Linked DNA regions of Gossypium hirsutum: region 2 is linked to region 1. The links are chromatin contacts, called in public Hi-C maps. All regions are on one chromosome and are shown on one strand. Each heading gives the region's core, a stretch centred on a gene start, on an enhancer-like site or on the middle of the called end of the contact. The rest is flanking DNA. Distances are from core to core; before and after follow the strand shown.

Evidence for each region. A called contact is a pair of places that touch in the nucleus more often than the background predicts.
Region 2: a Hi-C map of leaf shows a contact between it and region 1, with 2.2 times the contacts expected there. The contact joins the promoter of LOC107900012 here to the enhancer-like site in region 1. A contact is called at or near these places in 6 of 34 Hi-C or Micro-C datasets (callus and leaf).

The regions. Positions count from the first base shown.
Region 1 is chrA11:64,040,100-64,044,053 of Gossypium_hirsutum_v2.1, reverse strand. No RefSeq gene overlaps it. Among protein-coding and RNA genes, the nearest start is that of LOC121210158, 37 kb to the left of the region's middle. Within about 2 kb of position 2,288, at least 3 of the 9 cell types and tissues checked have an H3K27ac peak or open chromatin away from gene starts, as enhancers often do. A contact at or near this core is called in leaf, where this site is marked.
Region 2 is chrA11:64,305,605-64,309,436 of Gossypium_hirsutum_v2.1, reverse strand. LOC107900012 reads right to left here and starts at 2,354. Exons shown (of 2, transcript XM_016825748.2): 1 at 633-2,354; 2 at 1-541. The coding sequence starts at 713.

The DNA of each region.
Region 1 (3,954 bases), core at 1,039-3,538:
AGCATCTTATCTAACCCTAGCAGAGCATTCTCCAAATCCATCTACGCAAGAATTGTTTGCATCTTTATTTGCCACAACTCGAATCTGGTGTTGCTATCCAACAACGTAATATCATACTTCATTATTTCCATTACCATGATCGAAACAAGAAACCTGGAAAGCTCTGATACCAATTTGTTAAAGTTGAATGTCGATAATGGCAATATAGAAAGATCTCACAGCAATAAGAAAGAAAAATAAAACACATAGATTTTAAGTGGAAACCCTTTTGAGAAAAAAACCACAAGTAGAAGAGAAAAAAAATCACTAATGTTGAAAATCGAATGATACAAGAGGAGTTTCGACTACATCTATTTAAAGGTTGAAAAATCTTATTCTAATCAAAGTCAAATAGAGGAAGCGTAGTTCTATACAGATTCTTTAACAAGAAATTGGGTCACACAACTCTAACATCTTTAAAGATACAAAAAGGATTCTCAAATTAAAAATTAGTAATATCAAAAATTAAATTAAAAGATTTCACTTATACATCTAAAGGATGAAAACCATGATTATTGAAAATAGATAGAACCGATCAAATCGAGAATCGTTCAGGAGTTAGGGAAGGAATCAATTAGTTTAGGAACCGATGTAAACCACAGTTAAACCGCTAACTATCAACTAGAAGAACCAATTAAAAAACTGATGAAACCAATTTTTTATGTTTTGGACCAAAAATCCTTGACCAAAACCCAAAATAAAATCCTTTTTCTCAAATCCTTTGAAACTTTTTTTTAAGACACTTATAGCTCATTTGGTTACTAATATAATAACATAAAAAAATTATTTAGTATTTGTGTATTATAGTAGTTAGATATAAAATAAAAAATATTAGAATAAATTTAAATTTCAAATTAAAAATATAAACAATAACTCTTGTAAAAAATGAGATTTCTATAAAATAAACGAAAATTTTTTCTTTTCTATATTAAAAATAAGTCATAAAAATAATTAATTATTATTAATTATTAATTTATTACTAAGTAGGATAGTGAATAGCTCCTCTTTTTACCCTCTCTCAAATAAAATGTACAACACTGAAATTCAAACGAAAAAGACTGGTAGAAGTTTGAGATGAACGGTGAATTTCTCATAGTTTAAGTGAAAAAAGAGAGTACAAGACAAATAGAGGAATATTGCGAAGCGAAAATAGGTTGAAAGTGAGGGATAATGATAAATTTTTAGGGTTTTTTGTTTTATCTTTTTTTCTGTTATGGGCTTAAAGTAGATGGGCTTGTGATATATAAAGTGAAAATTTGATCCAAATTTAGTTGAAGTGTAATTTTTTAAGGGTAAATATTTGTGAAATTTTTTTAAATTTTTTTTATAAATTGTGTTATAAATTTATCACATGTTTTATTTTATTATTTTTTATTATTCCTTACATATATTTGATATCACCTTAAACCTTGTTTATAATTTTTTTAAAATTTTAGCGACAATATATAAAATATTTTTCTTCTTTTAAAAGTGTTTTTTAATTATTGGTTATGATATTATTAAAAAGATTACACCAATAAATAATAAATGAAACAAATTAGACCCGAAAACATTTATATTCACACGATTTTCTTTATTCGATAAACCGATAAATGTGGGGTGAAGGAGGAAAAGTGATTGGGAGCTGACACGATTCACGTGCAGGAAAACATTCTTCAACGTCAGCAGAAACCGATGTTCCTGACCGGTCTATTATAAACTAATAAAAGTATATATTTTAAATATTAAAAACAGGTCATATTTATTTATTAATAAAATATCATATCCTAATAAATCCAGCTGGTTCAGACTAAACCGAACAGATGATATGACCATTAGAAAGGCCTGATGCATCCCCCAAGGTTTTTGGGGCCAAACTTTCTTGAGTCAACTATCTAAAGCAAGCTATTCCCCACCAACCTCGCCCCAAATCCAACCTATTTTAATTTCTTTCTAAAGAATTTAGTATTTAGGCAATAAGGTATGAAAATTAAAATAATTATAAAGTATACTCTTAATAAAAAAGAACAAATTTCACAAGTATTTTTTTATATATTTTTAAATATAATTGAAGTTTTCCATTATATTGTATCTTTCAAAAATGTATTAAAGTTGAAGTTGTGAAACTTTGATAAGTGACGTCGGAATTTCGTGTAGGTGTGAATTTTTTTAAATTTATGCATATCTTTAAATATATATAAATGTGATGTGATTCTCTATAATAGTTGGTGGGGCAAAGGTGTCACGTGAAGTCCAGGTGTGATCAACATTATTGGCCCCTCCTATTTGCCACCTCTTATCAGAAGAAGACGATGGTCCAATGATCCATAAACGCAGAGCGCTACCCTTCCCTTATCACCTATCCTATCACCCCTCCCTATTCTTTTCATCATTTACATGAAAACCAAAGTTTTAAGTTTACCCTGTGAATCAGAGTTGCCCTTTCCAACCAACAAAAAATATGACACTTATTTATAGGAATAAACCAACATCAATGGATACAAATATTTTGCGTAAATTGAAAATCTTACAAGCATGAAGTAGAAAAACCAAATATTGAAATTAATATGAGTCAATTTCAGAAATTATAAAATAGCAACGTCACCTCCATCCACTTTCAGGTACGACACAGAGCTGAGCTGCCCCAACTTGGCTGCCAACTTCCAATTCCAAACCTCTTTTCTATCTTTAACAATTATGTGCTGCATTTTTCTTTCTTTCTTTCTTTGTTTATGGGAGTTTTTTTATTCAACACATTAAAAGGCCATTGCCATTGATTTTCTTTCTTTCTTTTTAAATTGCATGTTGAATTTATATATATATATTGTCTTTTTAAAGTTTATATATTTAAATAAAATAATTTAAATATAATAATTAAAATAAAATTACATCAAATTCACACGACAACTATGTATCGTAAATTATATAAATGATATCTTTTGGAAAAATTATTCAATTAATGTACTCTTCCTATTTAAAATTACCATGCAATTATCAACAAAATAAAAGAACGATGATTGTTAACATCCAAGTGATACGGTTCAAACCCTTTTAATGTAATTTTTCCATGCTCAAATTTCAACTTACCTTTGTAGCAAGAAGTAAGTAAAAACATACATATAGTTTATTTTTATTTAATGATTTGATATGGTGCTAACTCATTTTATTAGTTTAACAAATTTTTTAAAATTATAAATATATATAATTAATGATAATTTTTATTTAAGTTACTAAACTATTTAAACATTTTTATTTAAGTCACTATGTTGTTATTTCTTTTTAAAATTCAGCTAGCAAGTTCTAAGCGATAATTCGAAGATTAGTACGGTGTATCAATGTTCATTGATGAGTAAATGAATATACCTTAGATCCAATTCAATTTGGAGGTCAGTACCGAAAATTAAAAAATAAATTGTTTGGACTTTGATTTGTACATTTATGACATTCAAAACTATTTTGATTGGTGTAAGCGATGTAAAAAAAATGTCATACAATAACTATTTTAACATTATGATGATATCAATAAAAACTTTTAAATAATTCAATAATCACTTTATAAATTTAAAAAATTAAATAATTAAAATAAAAAATCACTAATAATTTAATTATCATTAGTTTTCCTTAAAAGAAAAAAAAAACAGGAAGAAGTGCTTGGACCCGCGATAAAAGCTGTGGGTTTTCTAATTGAATAGTATCCTAAAATCAATGTATATGTATTGGGTCTGCATCAGCACCAAGAAGCTTGGAGTTTGCGGTGGTTAGCTAAATTCAATTAAGGGGGGGGGGGGGGTTGTTTGATTCTAGACAGTGGTACTTTATTTTACATTATGTTATAAAACATTTTATTTAAATATATAACTTTTATTCTAATATTTTATTATATAATAAGATTAAAATATGCTCCTGGTGTAAGTATTTTTTCGTTTATTAAAATCT
Region 2 (3,832 bases), core at 1,105-3,604, 270 kb before region 1:
TCATGCTTAGAACTTGGAAAAGCCAAGGTGGCTGTTTTAATCTCTCCTGTCTCAACTGTTCTTCAAGATCAGTGTTGTTTTTACTCCCATTTGGGTACCCAAATGTCATATCAGTGACCTTGAAAAGTCCCATCTGCTCATTTCCAGTGAAATCATCCCTTGTTGTGCTTGTCTTCTTCACATGACTGGATTCAGTGGAAGAAGAAGAGAAGCTCGGACCGGAATCCGAAGTTCGAGGAGTCCCATGTTTCTTCCTCGGCACGTACCTTGTGGGGCCTAAAGTAAGCTCAATCTCGCTCTCATCTATGGATTCTAATATTGTGTTACGACCATAGTCTGGTTCTGCAACAACATTGTTTGACCGATGATCACCCTCAGCCGCCGGATGTTCCAAGTCAAGTCTGGTTCTTGTATCGTGATGCATATTTATATTTCCATGGTGATAATTATTCTTCAAGCTAAAGTTTCCTTTAGGCCGGCTGCTTTCCATGCTTTTCATCAACGTCTTCTGGATTCGATATAGACGATGCAGTTCGTACACCTGAAAAACAGAACATTGCTTAAGGCTTAGAACAACAAATACAGTTTTTTTTTAAAAAACAAAATATATATGTGTGTGTATATATATATACCTGTTCTTTGAAAGTTTCTTCATGTTTTAAGATAGCCATCCTCATATACTCCTTATCGTACGGCCTAAGAAGATTCCCCATTGGAGTTTAATGTTGCTTGAAGAATACACCGAATATGTAGGATGAATAGATTTGGATTTGGATTTGGGAAATGAATAAAATGATCCCTTCTTTCCCAAGAAATTTGATAAGAAAGTAGATCACATAACAACTCTGATAATCAAATCACCTTTTTACTATTCCCACCTGTTAAAGTGAGCCCCCCCCCCCCCAAAAAAAAAAAAGCTGAGAATAAGGTTGTTGATTGGTAATGGATTGTTTATTATTGAGAGGAGAGAAGGGGGATGAATGGCATGAATTAATGTTTGTCCAGCACTAAAAATGAAAGTATGATAAACATCAACCACTTTTAGTTCCAGTATGATTTGTCTTCTTCTTCACATGTTCTTTGGGCCACCATTGATAAATCTTCCATACAAAATATCTTCCATTATGCAGCCTTGTCTATAGGTACATTATATATCACATGTGGTTTCAATGCCCTTCTTGGTTTCTTCTTATGTCTATTACTTTTTCTTTCACACATATATTAACCTTTATATAACCACATTTACAAAATAATAATAATCCACTATAAACCACTCCATCTAAATGGATATTCGGTACCTAATTACTATGAGTATACTAAATTAATAGGAGTGCAACACAGTTAGATGAGTATGTATGTATGTATGTTTTAAAATATTCATTTCATAGATTTAGATGTATTAAACTACACCAGCATCCATGAAAGAGTTGGTGTTTAAATGAAATTACATACATTTTGTATGTGTGGATATATGAATTTTGTTTAATTAAGAGGAAAAAAATCATTACTTTCATGGATCTTCTTAAAGTGATTGTTTAAGAAGGAAAAATATGAAAGCCGGTGATAACAAAGTTTAACAGTAGGATCATCATAATCACCATGTTAAAGGGTAACTCTAAAATGAAAATAATAAAAACCAAATGCATATATATCAAACACACAATTGAACATCCAAATTCCTTGCTTCCGAAAGTCAAACTCAACCTAATATTTTATGATTCTTATCTCTTTTATCCTCTTCTTGTTGCAATAAAATCATGCATCAGAAAAGAAAAGAAAAAAGGGATGGTAGTAGAGAATTGAAGTGCATATTCTGACCTGATACAAATTCTTGAAGAGGCTACCAAATTATGAAGAATCACAGCAGCTAAACCAGTTGAAGTTGAAGAAGATGAAGTAGAGAGAAATTGAGTTTTGCAAGGAGAAAGAGAAAAACCTTAAGTTGAGCCAAATCTAGGTTTTGAGAGAGAAAGAGGATGAGCTTGCTCTCTCACAATATTCCCCATCAGTATATACTGAAAACAAGGTCCAAATAAACTATAATATTTTGATATAAAGAGAGAGAGAGAGAGAGAGAAGAACTTAAGAATCTGGGGTGCATTCTTGGGTTTCAGGCATGCCAAACAAATGAGAGTGTAAATAGCCAATGCAATTCAAGTTTTGTGGAAGATGCCTAAGACAGGTCGAGCAATGCACTTCATTTATAAATTATTTTTATTAACATGTAACAGGATTTGCACATATCTATTATCTATATTTCTATATTAGGGTTTTTGGGGACAATCATCATAAAATAGTTGAGCTGCGTTTGCTATGGTGTGTGATTCACATGCACCCAAGAATTCTATATCCCTTCTAACAGTTGTCTCCTCCATTTTATAATTTTTTAAGAACAAAAAAAAAAAAAGGGTTAGTGGAAACTGATATGATGAGGGAGGTGTTCATGGTCCCTCCAACAATTACATCCCTGCCGTACGATAAGGGTGGTTACCCTTAACAAAACCATCATAAATTATTCATCACACCCATATCCACAGGATCAAAAAGATCTTGTTTATATAGTATCAGATACAGATATCACAATTAACAAAAATAACGTGCAACCCAGATGATGATGGATCATTTGGATCTGAGTTGTTGGATTCGATTTTCAACCCCACATTCAAACAATGATTATAGCCGTTAATTAGCCATGTGAGGAAGGTTGTTGCCAAAATCAATCAAACATATCCGACGGTCCACATAACTGGATGAAATATGGTACACATTAAATGTACTTATATATATATAACCTTTTATTATTATTATTGCATATGCAGCAGGTTTCTTGATATATAGAATTATTTTATAGATCTCTCTCTCTCATCATTCTTTTATATTGGGAAATTGCTTAATAAATAATTTATGTATTTGATTATTTGTCACTGTTGTGCTATAGCTGTACATGGTACAGACTGGAAGATGATCCCTTGAGGGGACCATATAAATGAAAAGATTAAATGGATTTTGTTTTCAGGAATATTTATCACAACACTTGAATTATATATATTTTTATTAATCTAATAAAATTGAAATCTTATGTTAATGTAGGTTATATTATTTATAAATTTAAAAATTCAAATTTAATTATTAATATTCATAAAAATAACATTATAATCAACATCGGTTTAATATAGATAATTTTAACAGTAAACTAAATTTGAAATTTGTCAGAATTTAACAAAAGTAAAATCCCATTCTTATCTTGAAAAGGAAGCATAATTGGTGAAACTTTTTATAATAATTAATTATAAACGTATTAGCATGATTAGGATAAATAATGAAGTATGCATTAGAAGAAAATTGTGTTTATTTATAGGAAGAAAAAGGGTGAGAATGGGGAAGCACGCGTTGCTGGTAAGGAGAGGTGCAACCGTATGGGGCCGTGGGTCCATTGCTGAAAAGGTTGAAGCAAGGGGCCACCCCAGAGGCTTATGTTCTTCTGTTGTCATTTAGGTCCCACCACCCACCATTTAAATAAAGAAATTAATTACACTTTATGGCTACTACTTTATTAGAAGATAGACAGCAACAAAAGATTTGTCAAAAATTTCAGGCTTCAACAGTATTCAGAAGGTGCAGATTTTTAGTCAGCAAAATAGGGGTACATTTACATTTACAAGATGCTATCTCTCTGTAACCCCACCCATTTGTGTTTCACCTTCTCACAAAGGAATCATCATTGGTCCAAAGAATATAAGCATTTTTGCAGAATAACATCTTCTTCAATTTAATCTCTGCTTCTGAGGATTATCAAATGATGGAACCTAAATTTAATTAAAGATTTGAAATA